Linked DNA regions of Sus scrofa: region 1 is linked to region 2. Evidence: chromatin contacts called from public Hi-C data. All regions are on one chromosome and are shown on one strand. Each heading gives the region's core, a stretch centred on a gene start, on an enhancer-like site or on the middle of the called end of the contact. The rest is flanking DNA. Distances are from core to core; before and after follow the strand shown.

Region 1 (5,492 bases), core at 1,914-4,413, 51 kb before region 2:
CCGGTGGCTACAGCTCTGATTCAACCCCTAGCCTGGGAACCTCCATATGCCGCGGGAGCGGCCCAAGAAATAGCAACAACAACAACAACAAAAGACAAAAGACAAAAAAAAAAAAAAAAAAAGTGCTTCTGAGTGACCCTGAGTTCCTCACAGAGCCAGGATTCCATGACTTAGATCACAGGGCAATAGAATCTGAGAGCTGTGGTCCCAGGCCAAGTGTCATCCTGATGCCCCAAGTCTCACATCACCTTGGGGATGATCACTTCATCCTGACTCTTCTGATGTGCAGAGGTGAGAATGACAATGACTCATCTGCTGTGCAGAGGTGAGAATGACAGTGAATTGGGGCTAATACACTTGCCACGTGGATTTCTTAACATTTCCAGATGAGACCCAGAGTAAACTGGGCTGAGAACTCACCCCTTGGCTCCTAATTCCAGCTCCTTCATTGAACGGCTCTGTGAACTTGGGCACAGAACTGTCACACTTACCCTTCTTGGGGTGTCTCTATTGGAACAGGTGCCTTGCAAGGTCATGGTTAGGACAGTGTCTATGGCAGCCTCTCTCATGCATTGTTCAGTAAGCAGATGCCTGTGATTATGAAAACGTCTAACATGCTCTGTAGTGAATTGGGTGTGTGTGTGTGTGTGTGTATGTGTATGTGTGTGTGTGTGGGCACCTTGAGAATCCTGGCCCACGAGTAACAGCAGACTAGCACACACCGCCATGCTTTCATGACCTCCTTATTAATAACACATCTTGGTGCAAAGCAGCAGTTGGATTTTTCCAGAAAACTGTGACTTCAGTTTCTCGGAAGTGTTTTTATAGCTTCACAGCAATAAACATTTTTCTCTTCTTGAATTAAAGGGCTGAGTGAGTCCACGGAGCATTCTCTACTTTGGGAGTATTTCCTTTGGGTAGCATTCAAAATAGCAAAATCCTATTATACATCCAGATTTGGAAAGCCCCTATTTTGACTACAATTCAACCAAGGACTAACTTCCAGTTTAGATGGAATGAGCAGGCAGTTTCTGTCAGCATATTTATAAAGGTAATATTTCAAGATTTCTAATTTATGTAATTTTCATCTAGGCCACTTTTTTTTTCTGAATCATGATGAAGATATACATATGAATAGGCTTTTTATATGTAATCTTACTTACAACTGAGAAGTTGTATTGGTAAATTTTTTTTTTTTTTTTTTTTTTTTTTTGCTTTTTAGGGCTGCACCTGAGACATATGGAAGTTCCCAGGCTAGGGATCGAATTGGAGCTGCAGCTGCCAGCCTACACCACAGCCATGGCAACGTGGGATCTGAGCCGTATCTGCGAACTACACCACAGCTCATGGCAATGCCAAATCCTTAACCCACTGAGTGAGGACAGGGATCAAATCCAAATCCTCATGGTTACTAGTTGGATTCGTTTCCTCTGAGCCACAATGGGAACTCCAGTAAATTTGTTTTCATTTGCAAGTAACAGCTATTCACAAACTAGCATATGGGGGGGGGGTGAATCTATTGGCTCCTAATTTAGTAAAGAAAAATTCGGAACTATAACAGCTTCAGGCATGGCTAGATCCAGGAGCCAATAATGTGCCTTAATCTTTGTGTCTCTTGAATGGGTTCTCTTCATGTGGTAGGCATATTAGACACTGGTAAGTCAAGGGATATTTTATATTTGTACCACAACCCACATGAGGAAAGATCATCTTCCTGATATTTCTGGCTAAAAGAGCCCAGGAAGAGTCTTGACTTCTCCAGCCCATGTCTTGTGTGTCCTTTTGGACTAGTCACTGTGGCCATGGGGATGGTATAATCTGATTGATCAGGCCTGAGTCGTGCGTCCTTATCCATTCTACAACTCAAATAGTCTGCCCCTGTCTTTGTAACACTGTTTCTTCCTTTCTAAAGACAGAAGAATATTATTCTGGTTTATTTCTTAAGGCTATCAGGCAGGTGAATTGTTTGGTGATGGCTTTCCATGAAAGAAAATTGAAAGTGTTGCCTTTCAGTGAAATATGGGTGCAGGCACCTTCAGTGTTAATGAGATGTTGGCTGGTCAGAGCCTCAGGCAGACTAGTCCACCACAGGATCCCGGGAGGAAGGGAGATCTGGTCTATTTTCTCCTCTTGGGGTTTATGAAGGGATTTTCCCTTTCCTGAGAATTTTAGTTCAGACTCCTGCACCCAGAGCCACAGGAGAAAACTAGGTTGAAATGAAAGGCTTGGGATTTATTTTACAAACATAAGCCTTGGCAGTGTTTCTCTCAAGGGTCAAAATCAAGGGTGGGTACGTTCCAATGGAACGTGGAGATAATTTACACGATTTGACTTGTGACAAAAGGGTTGTCCTGCGCAAGAGCTGTGGTGGTAAGTGCTTCTCTTTCCTTTTCAGGAAAGAGGGGGTGGAATCACCAGGTAGGAAAGCCCCTGAGAACTGGGATGAGTCATAGCTTTCTCAGGGTGACACTGGGAGCTCAGTGATTTGGTGTGAATTGAAATTCCCCTTTTCATGAGATTTTTCTTAAAGACGTGGAAACAAATGATCAGGGGGAAAAATGAATAACCTGATAACCTTTGAAAGGCTTAAAATGATTTCATATGTGTCTTCTCACTTGGAGAGGCAGATGGGCTCTGCTTGGAATGGAGAAGCTGAAGTGTCATTGAGTCACTGGGGCAGGGTCTCACGCTAGCTGGGGCCCACTTGGAACCCTGACTGCTTCTCTGGGGGCTCACAGCCTCAGGTGCATTTGCACATAGCTTCAGGTGTGAACTTGGGTAATTTATTTTCACATCCTCCTTAGGAAACAAGCCTTCCACAATCATCAGAACTTCATACCACACATCCTAAGACTAAAAAACTCAATGTAAACCAAAGATCTTTAGTTTTACTCCCTTGAATAATTTTCATGCTCCCTGGATGAACCTTCTATGTTACACTGTCCTGTGCACTTCTGAACACACAGTCATTCCCCCTGTTATCAAATGTCCTTTGGCCTCTTTTCAAAGTGCAGAATCAGTTTTCCATTGCCAGCAGGACTTTGAAGTTTGTTTAGGTGCAAGTGCATGGCCGTCCCTGCCCTGTGGTCATAGAGGAATTCCAGGAAGGTTGGTGGGAGGCTCCTCTCGGGGCGTCTCTGGGCACACGTGGATGTGTACCTGTGAGCAGGTGGGCTGGCCTGCAGAATGGGACTCCCCAGCTTCTTGCTGGAGGGAACCTCCTCATTTCTGCCCACAGGAGGATCCCCAGGAAACATCCAAAGCCATACTTCAAAATTCCAAGTCTGGGATGTTTTCCCACAGCAAATGGAGCCCTTTATTTCTTGCCCCCGCCCCCAGGGGTTCCCCTCTCCTAAGGTTTGAATGCTGGCTGACTGTCAGCTCTAGAGACCCAGGGAACTTCACTGTCCCACAAGGGCCACCGGGGGTAGTGACCACATGGGCCTCCCTTGCTTCTGGGGTATTCTATCTGTGATTTCAAGATCTAGAGCTTTCCGCGGCTGGGTAAGTTTGCTGGCTCCACATTTAATGGACTTCATTAAACTTGCTGTCTCTCATCTCTAAAATGGGAAGAGTATGTTGTTCTCACCAAAGGGGTGGCTGTGGGGATTGAATGAAAGGAAGCCCATGGAAATGCAGAGGGACCTGGAATTCCTGTCCTGGCACAGAGCAAATGAATCCGACTATGAACCATGAGGTTGTGGGTTCGATCCCTGGCCTTGCTCAGTGGGTTAAGGATCTGGTGTTGCTGTGAGCTATGGTGTAGGTTGCACACACAGCTCAGATCTGGTGTTGCTGTGGCTGTGGTATAGGGTGGCGGCTAGAGCTCTGATTAGACCACTAGCATGGGAACCTCCATATGCTACGGATGCAGCCCTAAAAAGACAAAAAAAAAAAAAAAAAAAAGAAAAGAAATTCAGAAGGACTAATTCCTTGCCTACAACCCCTCCAGGAAGCAAGGCTGGATGGTGCACTGCCTGCAGGCAGAAAACTAACTGGGGGGCTTAAAGATGGGACACATCCCTTCACTGGGTCCTCATGCCGACCCTGTGTGTACTTTGTGGTGGTTATTCATTTTTGTCAAGAAAGAATCAAAGGTAGAAAGGGAAAAAGGGACTTCTTTCCAAACCTGACCTTCACTCACGGTGGTGGAACTACTTATAGATAACCTTATTCCGAAAATGGTCCAGTTCTACAGGAAACTCTTCAAAGTGTAAAGAGTTTCGGAAACTATATGATTTCCCTGAGGGCCTCCTGGTTAATGACTTGGCTCTGGTTTGATCCCTGGTCTGGGAACTTCTGCATGCCGTGGGTATGGCCCCACCCCGTCAAATTTGTGAAACTATAAAGGGATATCTTTATGTTTCAGCTGATTGGGCAAAGAGTCAGGGATGGTGTTTAAGTCCCGACTCCATGGTGTGCTTATAGAGACACCAGACTTGCCAGGACTTGGTACATCTGGGATAAGATGTTGGGAGGCAAACTGGAGATGCTGTAGGTGGTCACTTTCTCGCCAAGACAGTGATGCTGTAGCTGGGATTGAACTTGGCTCTTCTCACGGCACATTCTGCTTGATATGCTGAGGCTGACCACCTTCTTCTCTGGCCTCGCATGCATTCTGGGCATGTTTAGCTTGGCTCTGAGGCATCCTGAGAATGTGGAAAGAGCAAAGACTGGGGAATCGGACAAACCAGCTGGGGGACTAGACCTTTCATGTAAGAGCTGTGTGGCTGGAATCATTTCTCTACCCTCTGAGTCTCATTTTTCTCTTCTTGTGAAATGGGTTTATTAGGAACTCTGTATTGCATGGCTCTTGGGAGGACTGAATGAGATGAAGTGCGTCAGATTCCTTCACAGAAGGCAGTTGACAAAATCTGACATCTCCAAGCCTCAAACCCCAAGCTCCTCCCTCTCTCACCTCCTCCCTCTGTCTTTCCCTCCCCCATCCCAATTCTACCCACTTTGGGCAATTAGGGAACATCTCCAGTTCTCCTCAATCGTACTAGAGAAACAGTAGAGTTGCTGTAAGAGTTGGGGTGGTGGAATCAATGCTCTCGGCCCCAAAGGCAGCATCCCTGTGTTCTCTGCAGGGCTGAGCTGAGTTGGATGCAAGAGGTCTGAGTCACAGTCTCCATCTCCAAGGCTTCCTAGAGAAGCTTTGTCCTGCTGCAGACTGACCGTAGGTGGCAGATGTCACCCCCTCACCCTAGGGTGTATCATAGCCATGGAGTTAATAAGTCCTCCCCTCATCCAAGGCTTCACTTTCTGTGGTTTTAGTTACCCTGGGTCAGCCATGGTCTGACATTAGGAAATGGAAAATTCCAGGAATAAACCATTCATAAGCTTCAAATTTCTCACTGTTCTGAGTAGCGTGATGAAATCTTGTGCAGCCTGGATGCCAATCCTCCCTTTGTCCAGCATGTCCTGTCTGGGGTCACTAAATAGCCACTGGGTTGTTAGATCATTTGTCACAATATCACAATGCTTGTGTT
Region 2 (5,401 bases), core at 70-2,569:
TCCTGATATTTCCTTGGAATAAAATCCCAGAGGTCAAAGGGCGAAAGTATATTTGAAGCTCTTGATTCTGTTACTGAATTCCTCTAGGAAAGTGCATTCGTGTACATACCCTCCAGCACTGTATAGACACCACTTCCCCACACTTTCACCGGCTGGGTTTTATTTACTTATTTTTAAGTGTGCTAATCTGATAACTGGCAAAGAGTATCTTGTCTTCATTTGTGTTCAGGACACTTTTTGGGGGTGAAACCTTCTGGTTTCTTACTCTCTTCCTCTAGGTTCAACTTCTTGTCTTTTTTGGTTACTCATTATCAAACCCGTTCTCGCTCATAGCAACTTTTGTCAACCTAATTTCTGAGGTCTTTGATCTCATTCGATGTCTCTCAGCAGGTCTGCAGAGAGTGTGGGGGAATCAGATGCTTTTGCTCTGATTTTTACCATTTGAACAACCTCGGGCAAACCTCAGTCTTTATGATTGTATCTCCTTTTTAGCTATAAAATTTAGAGATAAGGGCTGACTTTCCCTCTCACCACAGGATTGTACTGGGAACAGAAGAGGGCTAGAAGAAAGTTCTTTAAATAGAAATAAAGTAAAAAATACCGAGTGGTACTATGACTATTATTGTTAATATGCAGTTTATATTTTCACCTTATGGGATATTCAGCTTTTAGAGAGCTGTATGCCAAAGTTTGGATAGTGTTTCCTAATTCTAAACTGGGAAAGGGGTGTGTGACAACATATTGCTTAGTTCTGAGAGTCAGCAGCACCTGGATATACTTTAGATTAAAAATGGGTTTATTGTGTTGCTTATTTATCTCATTTGCATATGGGATAACATGCCATTCTTTTCATATTGCATTGTCACCATTCACTTGCTTTGCTCTGATCCCCAGTGAGAGCTTCTCAAAGACAGGGGCGGGTTTGCTGTGTTCCTTTCTCCAGGGCCTGGTTTGTGGCCTGACACCCTGTGGGGGCTTGAGAAACATTTCTCGAATGAGTCAGTGGAAGGGACCTAGGAATGTTTTTACCCAACTTTGCAGGGAAATGACTATCCCCAAAAGGAATTATAGAGGATTTAAAAATGGAGCTTTTCTGGGGCATGTTAATTATTTTATTCATTTAATTGAGTGTGGGTCGGTTTCTGTTTCTACTCAGTAAAACTTTAAAGCTCTTAATGGCTGTTAAGCAAATGAATACAAACCCAGGGTAGAACCAGGAAAACAGGTGGCAGCTTTTGTGAGTACAAGGCTTATGGACTTGGCATGAGTATGCAAAGCTTTATACTTTCAGGGGTATAGAGTTTCTCCCTGACTGTTAGCTCAGTGGTCAGCTGTTAAAATCAGCACCAAGTGCCCATTGGGCAATGGTTTGGATCTGGTGCTGAATAAGTCATGATGATGGCACATAACTAAGGAAGCACTTCCAATGTGTGAGACCTGGTTCTAAGAGCTCCTATTTGAGGTGGTCTTTATTATTACCTCACTTTGCAGGTTAAGAAACGGAAGCCCAGGGATGTGATTGTGATTTACCTCAAGTCACATCAGTGGTTAGTGTGGGGTTGGGATTCATGAAGCAGTCTCACTCTGGAGTCCACAGGTTGCTGAATTTGAGAGATGATGACTGTGGTTTGGGATGGCTGACGATGTCTGTGCTGTGCCCTTGGGTATGGAGTCCACATTACTGAGTTCCTACTAAGGAACGTGCACTATTCTGGGTTCTTTCCAGCCACTGACTCTAGCCTTTCTCACAACGTTGTAAGACTGGTGCCATTGTTCCAGCTCTAGAATCAGACCAACTGAGACTTTGAGCAGTTCAGTAAGTGACCCAAAGGAACCAGTGAGGGCTAAGACAGCCGTCCATCCACGTCAAGTCCATTTAGCCTCCTAGCCCATGTGCTGTGCTGGTGACAACTGGGTGCTGATCCAGAGATGCTGAAGGTCCAATTCTGTTGCACTGGGAACTGTTGAGGCTTGAACCTCAGCCAAGTAATCCTTTCATTCAGGGGCTCCAGGGGTCTGTCAATCTGTCCCTGACTCTTTGTCGGTCAAGTTGAAATGGTACCTGGAGTTCATTTTCAGGCCGTGTATTCCCTGGCAGGACCATCCAGAAGGCTGGGGTGAAGTCTGGAGAGGCCTAGCTTCATTTTCTCCTGGGAAACTCACCTGTCTTATTTTTGCTAGTTGTTCAGGTTCTAAAATGGGGATAGGAATATAACTTGAAGAATATAAGTTTTTTTTTTTGTTAATTCAACAACATTTATTTAGTATTAATTGTTTGCCAGACCTTATGTAGGTGTGCATTACATTTTTTTTCTTAAAAAATTTTATTTAAGACTATAATTTGAAATAGTACTTTACTTATTTTTCGGTTAGACTTTCCATTAAGGTTTTAGAACTCAGACTTTTTTTTGAACGAAAACACAAAGTTTGTGTGCTTTTGAATAGATAACACAATTTAAAAGGCCTTAAAGAGGCTATTCAGTGAAATCATTCCCTCTTTCTCATACATGGGTGACTCGTCAATAGTTTCTTCACACTGTATCAGTCAGGGTTCTCCCTCTGTAGAGTCAACAGGAAATAGATGTATTGTTTGTATATGTGTCTATCTGTCTGTCTATCTATCTATCTCTTATCTATAAAGAAAGAGTTATTATAAGGTATGGGCTGCCTCAATGCCATTTATGGAGGCTAAAAAGTTCTAGGATCTGCCGTCTACAGGCTATAGACCCAGGAGAGTAGGTAGTGTAGTTAGAAGGCTTGAGATCCAGAGAGCGATGGTGTAGACTCCTGTCCAGTCTGAAGGCCTAAGAACCAGGGTACCAAAGGCAGGAGAAATTGATGTCCTAGCTCAAGAGGGCAGACAGAGTTAATTCAACTTTCCTCTGCCTTTTGCTCTGTGTAGGCCCCCAAGGGATTGGAATGAGGACTGTCCTTGCTGGGGAGGGCTATCAGCTTCGCTCAGTTCACCACTTCAGGTGCTGATTATTTCCAGAAACAGCCTCACAGATACACTCAGAAGCAAGGTTTAACCAGCTCTCTGGGCATCTCCTGGCCCAGTCCAACCAACATGTAAAATTACCCATTACACACACCTCTTCTGTATGTACCCTCTTCCATGTCTGTATCTAACCTGCTGCTTTGTAGCCTTTTGGCAACTTTTCAATTGTTCGCAGTCTTTTGCTGTTACAACCAATGTTGCAATGAATAACAAACAGCTTTGCCTGTGTCATTTTGCAGAAGTGCCCGTAAGCTTAATTGTTAGCTAAATTCCTAGAAGTGGCACTGCTGAGTCAAAGGCTATGTGCATTTGTGATTTGATATAAATTTCAGAACTGCCCACCTACTTCCCACCAGGTTATACCAATGAACACCTCTGCCCGGAATGTTTGAGAGAATGTTTCCCCATGCACCTGTCAACACAGTATACTAGTAAACTGGTTTTTTTTTTTTTTTTAATTTTTTTAAGTTTGGTGATTTTATAGGGGGAAAAGTTTAACTCAGTATGTTTTTGAATTTTTCATATCTCACATCATAACTGCAGTTTTTAGACATGATTTTTTAAAGAGCAATTTTAAGTTCAGAGCAAAATTGAGGGGAAGGTATGGAGAATTCTTACATACCTTCTGCCCCACATGTGTATAACTTCCTCTGTTATATTCCCCTCCCAGAGTGGGATATTTGTTACAACTGATGAGCCAACATTGACACATCCTCCTCCAAAGTCCATAGTTTACCTTAAGGTTCACTCTTGGTGACCATCTGAGTGTTTTGACAAACATACAATGACATTTTTCCACCCTTAGCATGTCATACAGAATATTTTCACTGCCCTACAAGTCCTCAGTCCTCTTCCTATTCTATACCTTCTCCCGCTGTTACTGTGGCAACCCCTGATCTTTTTATTGCTTCCGTGTTTTCATAGAATGTCATGTAATTGGAATTGCACATTATGTAGCTTTTCAGACTGACTCCTTTCACTTAGTAATATGCACTGAAGGTTTCTCCAGGTCTTTTCATGGCTCGATTGCTCATTTCTTTTCAGCGCTGAATAACATCCTGTTGTCTGGATGGACCACAGCTGATTTAACCATTCACCTACTCAATGGCCCCTTGGTTGCTTCCATGTTTTGACAATTGTGAATAAAGCTTCCATAAACATCCCCGTGCAGGTTTTTGTGTGGATGTAATTTTTCAGCATCTTTGGGTAAATATCAAGGTGTGTAATTGCTGGATTGTACAGCAGTGCAGGTTTAGTTTTGGGAGAAACCATCAGACTGTCTTCCAAAGTGGCCACACCTTTTTGCCTTCCCACCAGCTGTGAAGGAGGGGTCCTGTTGCTCCATATCCTTGGCAGCACCTGCTGTCAGTGCTGCGGATTTTGGCCATTCACATAGGTGTATGGTGGCATTGGGATTATTTTGAAGCCAGTCGTGATCATGACAATTATTTTTTGAGGCCTTATGGGTGTCTGTGGGATGCCACAGTAGGGGAAGGCTATCTGGATGCTGCCCTCAAGGGTCATCCACAGCAGCTGGCGGCAGCTTGAGGTGTACTTATAAGGATAAGCACCACGAAAGACACAGACAGCTGCTGGGACAGTGGCTAAGGGCTGGGTCTGTATTGCCTGGTGATGGAGGGTCCTTGAGAGGAAGGGTGAGGTCTGAGGCAGAGGGAACAGAGGCATTTGAGCCCTGCTGAGGGGCTGAAGAAGGTCTGTAGGTAGGGGCTAAGTGAGTGGGAAGGAGCTTGGAAATGGAGACAAGGCCAGATCACAGTGGTGTAGACAGGGGTGGGACTTGGGACCCTTGCTGCAGTGGATGCAATGCTTGTACCTGGACAGACATCTCTTCCAGCAACCCAATACAAAGAAAGTATAAGGGACTAAAAATAACTACGTGCCCTGTGCAGTTGGGGCAAATTATAGGCAGGAGGATTAAAAAAAAAAACTAATACCCCAGCTGCCACTTCTGAAGAACCAAGAGCAAAAGCATGCCCCCTGCAATACCACCAAAGGGGTGGCAGACCATCTAAGCCAACAAGGGAAACTGTTGTTTGTTTTTGTTCCCCCCTCCCCCTGCCCCCTGCAGCTGGGGCCCCAATAAAGCCTTACCTGAGCTTCTTGCCTGGTGTTTTAGCAATTTCTATTCATTAAGGAGGCCAAGAACTCTGGATGGTAATAGGCTCAGCCGTCTTCCAGCTCCTGCTCTCCATGGCTGGGTGCTTTACACATGTTACCAATGCTCCGTACACACGTTTTACCATTTTCCACTTTGCCAGAGGAAGATGGGGCATAGAGCCAGCAGAAATAGGAAGGCACCGTCTCAAGCTGGTGGCAGATGAATAACAGAGTCAGGATTTGAACCTGGGTCCACTGGGCTCCCAAACTTCTTCATGTTTCATT

What was found. A called contact is a pair of places that touch in the nucleus more often than the background predicts.
Region 1: a contact with region 2 is called in a Hi-C map of embryonic fibroblasts, with 2.5 times the contacts expected there. The contact joins the promoter of IL1R1 here to the enhancer-like site in region 2. A contact is called at or near these places in 1 of 5 promoter capture datasets (liver), 13 of 47 Hi-C or Micro-C datasets (adipocytes, embryonic fibroblasts, fetal liver and 4 more) and 1 of 2 datasets of contacts at active chromatin or transcription factors (skeletal muscle).

The regions. Positions count from the first base shown.
Region 1 is chr3:52,332,405-52,337,896 of Sscrofa11.1, reverse strand. IL1R1 (interleukin-1 receptor type 1) reads left to right here and starts at 3,163. Exons shown (of 13, transcript XM_021087128.1): 1 at 3,163-3,504.
Region 2 is chr3:52,279,454-52,284,854 of Sscrofa11.1, reverse strand. All of the region lies in intron 1 of IL1R1 (interleukin-1 receptor type 1), which reads left to right. Among named protein-coding and RNA genes, the nearest start is that of IL1R1, 53 kb to the left of the region's middle. Within about 2 kb of position 1,319, at least 8 of the 83 cell types and tissues checked have an H3K27ac peak or open chromatin away from gene starts, as enhancers often do. A contact at or near this core is called in embryonic fibroblasts, where this site is marked.